2 separate regions of the Gossypium hirsutum genome follow, and region 1 is linked to region 2. The links are chromatin contacts, called in public Hi-C maps. All regions are on one chromosome and are shown on one strand. Each heading gives the region's core, a stretch centred on a gene start, on an enhancer-like site or on the middle of the called end of the contact. The rest is flanking DNA. Distances are from core to core; before and after follow the strand shown. Region 1 has its middle 3.1 kb from the start of LOC107943461. Region 2 holds the start of LOC121212611 (probable 2-oxoglutarate-dependent dioxygenase AOP1).

Region 1 (2,700 bases), core at 185-2,684, 180 kb after region 2:
TATCGCATGTATATTGTTAATGTTTGTATTATCCATTTCATATATTCTTAACCTTTTATTATTATTTGTCTGTCCCGAATTTATCATAGTAGTTCATACCATAGTGCAACGTCGATTTTAGTTTTCTTTTACTTTTATTTGTTTTATCTAGAAATATTTTCATTCATGTCTTTAAATTAATTCCAATAAATAAGGCAACGTGTCGATTTAACATTAAGTCATTGATTTCATCTCTATGTTGGGTGAAATTCATCGGCTCGTGTTAAAAACGGAACACCCTTCTAAAAAAACCGAAAACTAAAAAATTCTCATTTTTCAATTAGATCACGATTAAATGTTAAAGTGAATTCGTATTTTTGAGAATTAAGACAACGCGTGTTTTACAAGATACCAATTTTGGGCGTCGCGGGGGTGCTAATACCTTCCTCGCGCGTAACCGACTCCCGAACCCTACTTTACTCTGATTTTCACGTAGACCCAAATTTGGCCTTCATTTTTGTTCGAGAATAAATTTTATTTTAAAAAAGATGATTTATTAGGTGTCCGATCACACCTAGAAAAAAGATCGGTGGCGACTCCCTTTTTTAATAAAATCGAAAATCAGTTTTCAAATAATCGCCTCAACCAGCGACCCAAACCAAAAAAATTTTACGTCGAACAACTGGTTTCCAGCAGCTTCCAGCACCGCTGCTACCTCCGTGCCAGCCCCACGTGCGTGTCCTTCACACCTCATCCCACGTGCGTCATCACCTCCAACTGGCTCCTTACCTACAAAAATAGAATAACAGCACTAATAATCACAGCCAAAGGAGAGCAAAATATAGCAGAAACATCTAGAGGAAATTATTTTCTATTTTCTATTTATTTTATTTCTTCTTATTCGGTTATAAAAGGCTAAATATGCTTACTGTAAAAAGGGATATAGATACGAAAATCGATACCAAAAGTTTAAATAAAAAACAGTTTTTAGGAGGTAATTGGAAATTTCATTTTTCTTTTCATTTTACTTTTATCCCTTTGATTTTTGTTATTATATGAGTAAAAAAAACAAAAATAAAAGAGAGGAGGATACTTATCTTGATAAAGGCCTTTGAATCCTCGTTTGCTTTGAAAAAATCAAAGCTCAAATAAGGATTGTGAGGTTTAAGAATGGCAAAACTCTCAAATTCATAGTCGAACAGAGTCGATTAGGCCTTCGTTCGACGCCATCCGCTGATTACAGAGGAAAAGTGGTGGTTGAGTGAGAATTTTGGTTCGGCCGAATGAATAGGGAGAGGTTTTAGTTTTTTTCTCTGCATTCTGATTTTATTAAAATGGGAAAATGTTTGATTTAAGGGTTTTTAGGCTTGATTTTGTACAGAATATGAAACGGTGCCATTTGGAGCAAGAGGATCCTCGCGTTGACCCGTTTCATGGCCCGGATCCGTGCCTCTTTAACTTAAATGGTTAATTTTCGTGATTGGTCCCTTCCTTTCTCATTAGCGTGCGATCAGGCCTGCTTCAGATTTCTTTGTTTTTTAATTTTTCCCCAGAATTTGTGCGCCAATTCAACTGGATCCGCGCTTAAACGTTGCATTTTGATATTTGGATCATTTACATTTTCAATCCTCACACATTCACGCGCATTGCGTTTTGATCCTTATATTTGTTTTAATGATCTATTTTATTTATTAATTATCCCTTCTAATTTGATTTTATTTCAATTAAGTTTTATTTCAATTTGTATATTTCATTATTTTTTAAAATTCATTTTAGCATTTATCTTTTTTTTTATACATTTTGAATTACCTTGATAAGTTTACTTTGTTTTTTTATTTTTTAAAATTATTATTTTTTAAATTCCTTTTTATATCATATCATTTTAACATTTTGTATAACATTTCTTATAATATCATTTTAAATTCCTTTTTTTTGAATTACAGGACATGTCTCAGAGGACGGTGTAGTAACATCGGTGAAGTTAGATCTTATCTCCCTGAAGTTGCAGCGGAATAGATCGAAGATTACAAACCTTATCTCCCTAAAGTTACAGTGGAACAGGTTGAAGTGACAGGTCTTATCTCCCTGAATTTGCAGTGGAGCAGACCAAAGATGGCGAATCTTATCTCCATGTATCGGCAATGGAGCAGATTTAAGCTACAAGATAGACAAAGATGGACAAAACTTTGTTCTTTTCACCACTTTTTCTTTTAATAAAATTTCATATTTCATCCATTTAATTCTTTAATACAAAAGACATGAAATGCCCATCATGGAACATTTACCTAACACATTATCATGGAACATTTACCTAACCCATTATCATGAAACATTTACCTAACCCATTATCAATTTGTATCAATTTGTACCATAAATTATGGATATCAAGTGCACATTTTGTCTACAATAACATGATGGTTGGCCACTTCATGTAAAATGGGAGGTTTGTCATGCAAATCCTCCTATTTTGCACTCCTATTTATTTGGCCACTTCAATTTAGCCTATAGCATTTTCAAACATTTTCACATAGGTCCTATTTCATAATTTCACCCCCTTTTTCTTATGGAACAAAAATTAACTAAAATTGCCGGGTTCTATCTTAAGCTTGGGCCTTCTAGAGGCCCACTAACATAATTAAACCTATGCCAACATTCTCAGAATTCCCGAAAATTAGGGCGTTACATTTTTTCCTAAGATTATATCTTATTATGTATTTTTAC
Region 2 (2,700 bases), core at 72-2,571:
ATTTTTATCCAAGACTAAATCAAACTCGGCACTTGCGAACAATACCATGGGACAAGGCCTCCCCCACCCCCACCCAACAAAAGAAAAAGGCAAAAATTCATTTAACTTAATTCTAACTCTTATGTTTTATTCACATACATTATTTATGTTAAATTTTAAAAAAAATAAATAACAAATATTAATCGTATATATATACCTTGAGAGGATCTCCAACCACAAATACAAAGGAAGAAGGAGATAAATTAGTCAGCTTGATCCATTGACCATCATTGACCTCAATTTCCAGCCCTGAAATTTGATCCTCACAAATGAGTGTGCTTACTGGTTTATCAGTATGAGCAAAGAGTCCTCTCTCATACTCCCCTGGCGGAGGGGCCATATATTTCATCATCCGCACTAACGTTGTGTAGTTCATCTTCAATGAGTCATCCCCTAATCCATAACTATCAATTAACATTAACCAAATTAACTTGTTCAAATCCTCCATTTGCGTCGCTAGGGTATGAATAGTGTCACTGAAAATAAAATATCAAAATAAAAAAGTCAATAATTCAAACTCACTCAACTCGAACCAGAAATGATTCGAGAACAACCCAACCCACAGAATTAGAAAGGTAAAAGGATTTTTCTTACGAAAAGTGTGGGTGACCATTAGGCCACATAAGTTGAGCAAAACTTTTAACAGAGTCATAGTTGGAGGCATCTCCAACTCCAAAGCCTTCATACAACACAGAAACCTGCTTGCAAGGTCCAACCCAACCATGGTAAGGCATGGGACTATTATTCTTCTGCTTCGTCTCCACTGGGAGCTCAACCATTTCTTTCATCAACCCAAACGCATCCTCTCGAAGTTTCGTGGATACCTTTTCGTATACCACCTCGAAACAACCGAAAGTCTCACAAGCCCGTTGAACCCTCTTGCACAAACGGTTCCACCCTTCGGTTCCTCGCTTCAAATCCGATGAACGGAACTCAATGGCTGGGAACTCAATTTCAGGATTGACACCCGGCATGTTCGTAAATTTTCTTTTATGCTCTAAGGAAATGTTTTCTTAAACTAAATCAGCTTGTAAACTAACTTGGTTTCTCTTTGGGTTGGGGTTTACGTCTATTTATAGTTTTTTCCCAATGGTAGCGGGCAAAGCGAAATATCCAAGCAAAACGAAGGAGGTGGCTCTGGTCAAAGCAAACTTTATACGCTGCTTAATACATATAAAAAAGGAGATTGAATTCAAGCTTCATGGATTAAAAAAATGGAAATAAAAGGAAATAATACTCGAGTTTTATTTATCTTTTCACATCTAATTTTCATATTTCCACAGTGCGAAAAATAAAGAAATAAGTCCATTCTTTTTTTGTCTACTCAAGAAAACTACATATAGTCAAAGTAAACAAAGCCAGCTAGAAGAAAACAGTTTCATACTTAAAATGACGAAAGAACCACCTGATGGACGTCTACTCTATCCGCTGTCCATTTTTTATATCAAATTCTCGCCCTGCAATGCCATGCTCTGCAAGGCAGGCACCATAGTTTTCAAAATCTTATTCGTGGCTGAGTCAACCAAACCATTAAGTTTTTATTTAATTAGTTGGATTGATTTATCATATTCTATTAAATAAATTATAAAAATTAAAAATATATAAAAAAAAACAGTTTTAATCAATTTACCAATCTTTCGATCCAATTCCTTATATTCAACCTTTACTCTAATTTATGTCTAATTTAATATATTGATTGAATCCAATTTCTCAAAATAATGTAGCATGAAATTGTGATTCCAACTTTTATTTTATTTTATTTACTTATTTGAAATAGAGAATAAATTTAAAACTCTACTTTTTTTAAGAAAATTTAAAACTCTATTTAATATTTAATTAAATGTATAATATAATGATATTGATTTTAAATTTATAAGTTGTCGTAATTTAATTTTTCTAAAACTTGTCGATTGAATTTTAGTTTGATTAATATGTGTATTACTGTCAATGCAAGAGAATATGGGTTTGTTTATGGTTTAAGGAGAGACTATGAATAGTTTTAAAAATTATGTTATAAAAAATAGATATGACCAAACCTATAACGAGATTATTTTTGTCTCATGTGTAGAATTTGCTTTGGGTAATGATAATGTAGATGTTGACTGCTCAGCTCCTTCATTTATAGAAGAAAATAAATATTTGCATTTAAAAGGAAAAACACGAGGGTTCAAATTTATAGATTCAAGACGATGAATCTAGTTTTGGTTTGATGTATAATGTGAAATGTTGATATTTACGTGGTAGTAAATTCCATTTTGGCATGTGGAAAATTTTATTCAACTAAAAACAAATGAATTTCTATATACATTTAAAAGAAATACACATTTTTATCCTTGTACCAGTGTGAAAACAAACTAATTTTGCGTGGAAATCATTTTAATTATTTCCAACAAAACGACATATTTTAAATTTCTGTGGAAATAATTTTAAGGGTTGTATGTTTAAAAAGTCTTTAAGAAATTGCAAAAAAAAAAAAATCAGTTAAGCTTGTGTATTAAATCTGTACTTAATTAAGCTCCTTCTATTAATTAAAATAATCAATTAAGTTCGCCGTCAACAGTTTTTGTTATTAACTACGTTGAGTGTTACAATAAATTGATGAATCAATCAAATAGTAACACGCGGTAGTTCATACTTTAATCTAATTTTTTTCATAAAAAT

The links. A called contact is a pair of places that touch in the nucleus more often than the background predicts.
Region 1: a contact with region 2 is called in a Hi-C map of leaf, with 4 times the contacts expected there. The contact joins the enhancer-like site here to the promoter of LOC121212611 in region 2. A contact is called at or near these places in 4 of 34 Hi-C or Micro-C datasets (callus and leaf).

The regions. Positions count from the first base shown.
Region 1 is chrA13:108,691,782-108,694,481 of Gossypium_hirsutum_v2.1, forward strand. No RefSeq gene overlaps it. Among protein-coding and RNA genes, the nearest start is that of LOC107943461, 3.1 kb to the left of the region's middle. Within about 2 kb of position 1,435, at least 3 of the 9 cell types and tissues checked have an H3K27ac peak or open chromatin away from gene starts, as enhancers often do. A contact at or near this core is called in leaf, where this site is marked.
Region 2 is chrA13:108,510,115-108,512,814 of Gossypium_hirsutum_v2.1, forward strand. LOC121212611 (probable 2-oxoglutarate-dependent dioxygenase AOP1) reads right to left here and starts at 1,322. Exons shown (of 3, transcript XM_041085719.1): 1 at 634-1,322; 2 at 197-515. The coding sequence starts at 1,013.